Regions from separate parts of the Mus musculus genome. Here all the other regions are linked to region 3. A link is a contact called in public HiChIP or PLAC-seq data. All regions are on one chromosome and are shown on one strand. The core of a region is the stretch at or near the end of the contact, and the rest is flanking DNA. Distances in the headings are between cores, read along the strand shown. Region 1 has its middle 99 kb from the start of Nnt. Region 2 has its middle 80 kb from the start of Nnt. Region 3 holds the start of Mrps30 (mitochondrial ribosomal protein S30).

The links. HiChIP or PLAC-seq counts read pairs in DNA pulled down with a chosen protein or histone mark.
Region 1: an H3K4me3 HiChIP or PLAC-seq map of bone marrow-derived macrophages shows a contact between it and region 3, with 5 times the contacts expected there. The contact joins the enhancer-like site here to the promoter of Mrps30 in region 3. A contact is called at or near these places in 4 of 39 promoter capture datasets (3T3-L1-derived adipocytes, embryonic stem cells, hippocampal neurons and 1 more), 2 of 484 Hi-C or Micro-C datasets (bone marrow-derived macrophages and cardiomyocytes), 10 of 115 datasets of contacts at active chromatin or transcription factors (acute myeloid leukemia, bone marrow-derived macrophages, embryonic hindbrain and 5 more) and 1 of 9 other capture datasets (macrophages).
Region 2: a contact with region 3 is called in an H3K4me3 HiChIP or PLAC-seq map of bone marrow-derived macrophages, with 6 times the contacts expected there. The contact joins the enhancer-like site here to the promoter of Mrps30 in region 3. A contact is called at or near these places in 12 of 39 promoter capture datasets (the 3T3-L1 cell line, 3T3-L1-derived adipocytes, the SN4741 cell line and 7 more), 7 of 484 Hi-C or Micro-C datasets (bone marrow-derived macrophages, embryonic stem cells, hemogenic endothelial cells and 1 more), 23 of 115 datasets of contacts at active chromatin or transcription factors (the SCID.adh cell line, acute myeloid leukemia, bone marrow-derived dendritic cells and 11 more) and 3 of 9 other capture datasets (adipose tissue, embryonic stem cells and macrophages).

Annotation. Positions count from the first base shown.
Region 1 is chr13:119,308,902-119,311,601 of GRCm38.p6, reverse strand. No RefSeq gene overlaps it. Among named protein-coding and RNA genes, the nearest start is that of Nnt, 99 kb to the left of the region's middle. Within about 2 kb of position 1,386, at least 10 of the 459 cell types and tissues checked have an H3K27ac peak or open chromatin away from gene starts, as enhancers often do. A contact at or near this core is called in bone marrow-derived macrophages, where this site is marked.
Region 2 is chr13:119,328,090-119,330,789 of GRCm38.p6, reverse strand. No RefSeq gene overlaps it. Among named protein-coding and RNA genes, the nearest start is that of Nnt, 80 kb to the left of the region's middle. Within about 2 kb of position 1,364, at least 8 of the 459 cell types and tissues checked have an H3K27ac peak or open chromatin away from gene starts, as enhancers often do. A contact at or near this core is called in bone marrow-derived macrophages, where this site is marked.
Region 3 is chr13:118,385,819-118,388,518 of GRCm38.p6, reverse strand. Mrps30 (mitochondrial ribosomal protein S30) reads left to right here and starts at 1,267. Exons shown (of 5, transcript NM_021556.3): 1 at 1,267-1,867. The coding sequence starts at 1,285.

The sequences.
Region 1 (2,700 bases), core at 137-2,636, 920 kb before region 3:
CCATAGCAGTTACCAAGGGATACTCATTCCTCACCTCCTTTCCCTCCCTTGTTGTTATCACTTATTTTCTCAGTGATAACTATTTTAACTGGGATGGAATCTCAAAGCAATTTGCATGTCCCCGATGGCATAGATGTTAAAAACATTTTCAAATTTTTCTTATTTTATAAGAATATTTATTTTTCTTCTATGTGTCTGAGTGTTTGCCTCCAGTGACACTTTTCCTCCAGCAAGGCTACACTAAATCTGACAAGGCCACACTTAACTCCAACATGGCCGTACCCCTTAATACTTTACAAATAGTGCCGCACCCTAAGCATTCAAATATAGGAGACTTCTTATTTATATAGGGGCCATTCTTATTCATACCCCACAGCTCTGATGATTGCTTCCTTTGCTGGGAAAGTGCTTCCTTCTTAACTTCATACAATATTATTTCTCATTTCTGGCAGTTATTTATTATGCTGCACAAGGCCTATTCGCAAAGTTCTTGCCCATGCTGTATTTTAAGTATTCCCTCTATATTTTCTTCTTTTTTAAAAAACCATTTTTTTAACATTCCATATTCCATTCCCCGTCCCCCATTCACCCTCTGACTGCTCCACATCCCATACTTTCTCCCCCTCCCCGTCTCCACGTGGATGCCCCTCCCCCACCTCACCTGACCTCTAAACTCCCTGGGGTTTCCAGTCTCTTGAGGGTTAGGTGCATCATCTCTGAATGAACACAGACCCGGAGGTCCTCTACTGAATGTGTGTTGGGGGCGGGTATATCAGCTGGTGTATGCTGTCTGTTTGATCTTCCAGTGTTTGAGAGATGTCAGGGTCGAGATTAATTGAGACTGCTGGTCCTCCTGCTGGATCGCCCTTCTCCTCAGCTTCTTTCAACCTTCCCTAACTCAACAACTGGGGTCAGCTGCTTCTGTCCATTGGTTGGGGGCAAATAAATGCATCTGACTCTTTCAGCTGCTTGTTGGGTCTTTCGGAGGGCAGTCATGATAGATCCTTTTTTGTGAGCACTCCATATCCTCAGTAATAGTGTCAGGCCTTGGGACCTCCCCTTGAGCTGGGTCCCACGTTGGGCCTGTCGCTGGGCCTTCTTTTCCCCAGGCTCCTCTCCATTTTCATCCCTGTAATTGGCCAGGCTCTTGGCTGAAAGTTCATAAACATAAAAATTTTGAGATATAGTTTTGACAGAGGTACGTTTGTATTTTCATTATTTTATAATATGAAAATTTTATATAGCAATTATGATACAGATCTCTAAGCAAGACTATTGAGAGAAAATCATGGCTAATAGAAAAGATTCTGGGATGGGGGTGTGGCTCCGTGGTCGATTACTTTTTCAGCAGTCTCACAAAATAAGGAAGAGAAGAAAGAGGAAGAGAAAGAGAAAGGTTCCTATGATATGAAATGCAGAATTCTTATTTTAATCCCTGCAATCTTAGTTGTATGATTCACACACCAGGGAGACCTAAACTTTTCAGACTTGGTTTCCATGCAGTACAATGGGGAAAGTGACAGTATTTTCTTTATAATGTTGCTATTCTCCCTACATAGACTGGTCCAGCTTATTCAGCATTATTTGTGCATGTATGGGCACTGCATCATTGGCTATCATTTATATTGTTAATTCTGAATTGTTTTAGTTGTCACGAGACTTCCAATGGATAGAGTGTCTACACTACTAGCTTGTTCTCTAAGTGATAACTTTACAATGCAATTTGTAAATATTAAGCTCCCAGAATTATTACGTATGTGGTGGTTTGTATAAGAATGGCCCCCGTAGGCTCATATATTTGAATGATTAATCACCAGAAGTAGAACTCTTTGATAGATTAGGAGGTGTGGCTGGCCTTGTCGGAGCGGGTGTGTCATTAGGGGTAGGCTTTGAGGTTTCAACAGACCACTCCCATGGATCAGGAGACAGCATTTTCAGCTACTGCTTCAGCACCTCTCTTTATGTTACTCTTCTTCCCACCATGATGAAAATGTACTAAACCTCTGAAACTGAAAGCAAGTCCCCAATTAAATGCTTTCTTTTATAACAGTTTCTGTAGTGATGGTGTCTCTTCACAGCAGTAGAACAGTGACTAAGACACCATATCAAAAAGGAACATTTTAGTGCATGAAATTGGAACCCTGCATACTGCTGGAATGAATATAAATTAGTATAGTCATTGTGCAACAGTTTCCCCAAAAATTTAAAAATAGAATTACCGTCTGATTAAGAAATACCACCCCAGGTTATTCATACTCAAAAGAAATGAAATCAACATGTCAGCAAAACATCCACATTTCTATATTTATTTCAGTACAATTAAAGACAGTGAAGAAGAGGAAACAATTTGTCTGTCAACAGATAAATGGATAAAGAAAATGTATGAAAATATACATAATAGAATACTAGTCCATCATGCAAAGGATGAAATTCTTTTATTTGTGACTATGTGAGTGGAATTAGAAGTCATTATGTTAAATAAAATAAGCCAGGCTCAGAACCAGAAATACTAAACAAGTTGATGTCACAGATGTTGAGAGGACAGTGACTTGTAGGCTGTGGGTGCTCAAGTAAAAGAGTGGAAGGGATTAGGTGAGGTTGATTAGAGGTTAGTAAGTTACAGTTACAAGTAACAAGTTCGGTATGTAATATCACAGTACGGTGATTATAGATAACAATTAGGTACCATATATTTAAAAA
Region 2 (2,700 bases), core at 115-2,614, 940 kb before region 3:
AGGAAGGAGAAATGTTGTCTTCCTTAGCTTTAATTGTAGCTTGACACAGTGTTAAGTCATCTGAGAGGAAGACTTGAGGAACTGTCTAGAGCAGACTGGCCTGTGAGTATGGTTGTGGGAGGTTGTCTTGGCTATTAATTGATGACGGAGGGATGGCCCACTCCAGGAGGTGGCATCTGCAGGCAGGGTTGTAGAAGAACACTAGCTAAGCATAAGCCTGTGAGCGAGCTAGCCAGCCAGCCAGCAAGCTCCTTCATGGCTTTTGCCTCCGGGGTCCTACCTTAAGTGTTTGCCCCAAATTCTCTCAATAATGGGCAGTGACCTAGAAGTATAAGTCAAGTAAACCTTTTCTCCTCTGAGCTTCTTTTGGTCAGAGTGTTTTATCTCAGCACCAGAAAGGAAGCCAAAACAGGACAGAAGGAGACTTACATTTGCTTCTGTCTCACATTCACTTTTGTTCAGGACCCATTTTCTGGCGGTTTGTCTTATTTTTCTTTTTGATTCTGGATAGAAAGACTCCGTTTGTCTTCTCCTCAAATAGATAACAGTAAGAATAGCTGCTGGTTAATAACTACTTTGTCATCTTTTCCACCTTTTGGGCTTTAAGTGAATCCTATCATGAAAATTGGCCACAGGACTTCAATCCGGATCAGGTTGATACTAAATTTCATTTACATGGTGACTTCTGGAAAAAAAAATATCTCTAATAAAATATAGAAAACCCTTTTCTTATTGTTTTGAACATTGTGTGTATGTGTACATGTGTGTGGAGGTTATGACAACTTACAGGAGATGCTTCTCTTCGCAGAATCGGATTCAAGATGTCAGTCTTGGCAGCATGTACCTTCCTTCACTGACCCATCGCACCTCCCCCAGCTGCTACCATTTTGCCTTATACACAAAAAACCTGAACCCCAAGAGCACTTCATCTTTAAGAGCAGACTGTCCACCACTCTGGGTTTCATGCTGTGCGATCCTCCCTCCGACACCTACTGGCTTGGCTTGACCTGTAGAGTTTCCTGGATCAGCTATTCCAATCTAGCTTTTTGCTGAAGATTTTTAACTCCCTCATAGTTCACGAACTCAGATGTGCCAGGATATGGCTTTATTCTCATACAACTGAACTTACTTCCTCTTCTGAGTCATGAATTTCCCCTAAAGATAGAAATTTGATTTTACATTAAGGTCTTTCCTTGTCCATGACTTTCTTCTGGGGACACACAGAAAGCAAGTGACTGTCAGGGTAGATTGAGTACAGTTTGAGTTGTATTTTTCCCCCTTTTCATTCTCTGACGTCTTCCCTCTGTTCTTTGGTTTAAATACAGGAGTTTTATCATGGCTAATTCAGTTTGGATTGGGGTAGTGAAACTATGCAAAGCCGAGGGCATGATACACTCAAAATATTTTGAAAAAAATTCCTGTTACTTCCATTTATATTTAGGGTGAAAAATTTAATGGCCTTCATGTAAGACCGTTACTAGTACTATTCACACAAGGAAAATATTAGACACCCTGTTCAAATAATTTAGCCTGAGGTTCACCCAAATGTTTTATGTAAAGACATTTTAAGGAAGACCTATTTAATTTATCTGGTGAGAGGAACGGAATTACATCAGAAATTTGTATTTTAGGAAATTTAGTGAGATGTTGAACTGGTTTGGGAAGGGTTTTTTCCCTTTGTCCTATGAAGATTAAAAAGTGCCTTATCATCTAATTTCAAGTCATTTATCAGCAATGCTTTGGTATTACATCTACAGCCAAATTTTGGGAAGGATCATTAATTTGTAGTTGGAGCGCACACGAAACAAAGACAGAAAGGTCAAAATGCCACTCTACTGATAATTCTTCTTGTTTTAAGAACACAAGTTAGCATTTCTAGGCCGGCCAACATTTCTGTACTGACGCATTACTCATGAAATGGTTTTTAAAAAGCAATTCCTCTGTATGTTACTAATTGCAATTTTCACTGGAGAAGCTAGGGCAAAGTATACCACAAACTTCTTTTACTCTGTGGCAGATAGAAAATAAAATCAAATCACATTTCCCTTAAAATTATCAGTGCTTGGTAATTTCTGTAAATGCCATGGCTCCACTATTAGGCATATGCCTTTTGCTCCTCTGTAATAATATCCCTCCTGCTCCAGAAATAAAGTAAGTCGAGACAAAGATAAACACATTTAAAGCTGTCATAACTCAATCTTTCCATACCATACTGCTCAATGGCATTAGAGCAGACTGCAAGGAGAATACAGGTTCATAACATGGTAGGTAGTCTGCTTGGAAATGACACAGCAGGAAAGGGACCTTGTCATTGAATCCAGCTTGAGAGAATGAGGTGGCTGTAGATAAGTCTTTATAGGCTTTTCCATATTGCATGAGACAGGGAGATAGAACAGAAGACAAACCATCATAGTTCTTGTGGATTAAAAATGGGGATGGGGATGTCAAAGGGACCCTTGATGTGTCATTTTTTGAAAGAAATGTAGTGAGCTGCATTTCACACTAGAAGCTGGGACTAGGGATACGGGTAGGTTGGTAGATTGCTTATCTAGCATGGATGACAACCGTGCTGAGTAAGGCCACGGATGTCTTTTCTACCCAGCAGCCTGCATAGCACCTTCCCCCACTATGCAAGTTCGACAGCAGGAAAAGAGACTCTTGGTCAGTTTCTGATTGATTTTCGATATCCTGCAAACAAAG
Region 3 (2,700 bases), core at 18-2,517:
ATGCAAGGTCTCAGCCGGGCGTGGTGGTGCACGCCTTTAATCCCAGCCCTTGGGAGGCAGAGGCAGGTGTATTTCTGAGTTCGAGGCCAGCCTGGTCTACAGAGTGAATTCCAGGATAGCCAGGGCTATACAGAGAAACCCTGTCTCGAAAAACAAACAAAACAAAACAAAACAAAAAGAATGCAAGGTCTCTTTGGCTCACTAAGTAAGAAGACATTTAGCACCGTAACACATAGGGCGCACTCATAAATATCCATTAAATGAAACAGCTTGAGTAGCAGACAACCTGGGACCTAGTACCACCTCTGCCCCTAAGACAGTGGGTAGCTTTTGGCTTTATGTCTGCTTCCTTGCATGCAACTGAAAAGATTTGAATCATATTAGGCTGAAAAATAAAGTAATAGCTTCTTTATTAAGTTTATTGTAAAGAATCAGTTCATTTCAAACTAGTAAAGAGTTTAATACACAGCAAAATTCAAACAAATTGCTTAGTATGATTTATTTCATGTATTCCCCGACGTCTTGTATATTCAACTAAAAACACATTTCCCCGTTTCAAAATAAATTATATTACCTCATTAGCACTGAAGAATGTATGAAATAGTTTTCCTAAAGTTTAGTCGCGTTCACAGGTAAGTGATGCTGATATAATTTTTATAATTAGCAAGAATAAGTAAAGACATGTTGTATTTCATAAAATTCTAGTTCTAAAGGTGATGGAGGGTAACAGACTATATGAGGTACACAAATGACGTCAGAACTGTATGGATTTTAAGTTTCTCTTTGGAAGATATTTCTTTGTTTGTTTGTTTGTTTTGTTTTGTTTTGGAGACAGGGTTTCTCTGTATAGCCCTGGCTGTCCTGGAACTCACTCTGTAGACCAGCCTGGTCTCGAACTCAGAAATACACCTGCCTCTGCCTCCCAAATGCTGGGATTAAAGGCGTGCGCCACCACCGCCCGGCTGGAGGATATTTCTGAATGTTTGCGTGTGAAAAAAAGTGCGAGTTCCTAAAACATCCTACGAGCAAGGACTTTAATTGTTTCATTCTTCAGAGCATAACCGGTGGGAAAATATCTGGGGTAAGCGAATTTTTATCGCAGACAAATACTCAAAAAGAATACAACAAACTTCAAGGAGCATACTGATTGGTTGCAAACTGGATGACACAACGCACCACAGACACTCAGAGCACCCGCCTCCAAGAAGCGATTGGTCCCTACGGCAAGCGAAGAGGAACAATTCCTGCCAGTTGACCTCAAGTTCCGGGTCGCGGCGGGCGAAAATGGCGGCGGCCAGGTATTGGAAGCTGGTGCCCCGCGGCCGGGGATTGTCCCAGAATGCCGCTGCTAAGGCGTCCGCTACGGCCCCGGAGGTGAGAGACCTGGAGGTCGTGGCGACGCCCGTCGCGCGGTACCCGCCGATCGTGGCTTCCATGACCGCCGACAGCAAAGCGGCGCGGCAGCGGCGGGTGCAGCGCTGGCAGGCGACGGTGCACGCGGCCCCCTCGGTGGACGAGAAGATACGGATTCTCACCAAGATGCAGTTCAAGAAGTACGTGGTGCATCCGCAGATCTCCGCCTTGAACGCCGACCGCTGGTACCAGAGCTTCACCAAGACCGTGTTTGTCTCGGGCCTGCCGCCCGCCCCGGCGCTGTCGCCGCCGCCGCCCTCGCTCGACCTCGCCGCCCTGCGCGCCGCCGTGTGCGACTGCATCTTGCAGGAGCAGGTCTACGTGCGGCGCCGCCGGCCCCGCTCCCTCTTCGATCGTCGCCAGGCCCTCGCCTCCTCCATCCTGGACCAGGTAGTGAGGACGCTCGTGAACCTGCTCGCTCCACTCAACCCTGTCCTGAGCACTGCCGCTCTCGGTGAGCTTGGAACTCCCACCCTGAACGGGGGAAGTGGGGACGCCGTCGGCCAAGCTTTCCTGCAGGTTCAGTAGCACTCACTGAGTTAGGACTTACGGACCAAGTTTCAGGCGGCCTGCCCTCCTAAGGACTACTTGTTAAAGTTTAGTCTCACCCGAAGCTCATCACGTTTCCATGCTTTGATCAGGTTTTGTGTCTGAGCAGCCAAAAGTTTCTAAGAGACGGTTGTCTTTTGACTGCTTCACACGAAAGCTGGGTGACCATGGGTAAAACATCAACCTCTCTTACTTTGCCTTAATATCAAGATGAGAATTACTGTAATACTGTTTGGCCCTAGAATGTCGAAAGGTAAATAAGATATTATCAGCGTTACTAACATTTTCTTAGCATTTACTACTGTGTGTCGATCCCTTTCCCAAATGTTCTAAATGCCACCTACTTAATCCTCATAATAACAGAGTACATATCATGGATTCATTTTATAAATGAAGAGTGAAAAAGACACACGGTAAGTGTTGCTGCCTTCAGGCCCAACATCTGGTAGGTTGAGGGGTCAAGATTTGGTCCCAGTAAACAGAAATTTTCGTTCAGTGTGGACGTGAAAAAGAATGTATGTTTTTGTTTGGTTTTGATGGGGTGGTAGTACAGAAGGTTGAACTCAGGGACTAGAATACTCTCTGTCTTTGAGTTACACCCCAGCTGATAATGTGTTTGTAATCCGTTTATGTCTATAACCCAGAAGGTGTCTTAGTAATTATTGAATTAATTCTATCATGGCTGTAGATGTGTTCTAAACTGAATCTTATAGTGTCTGTATTACTTCCCTTCCTTGT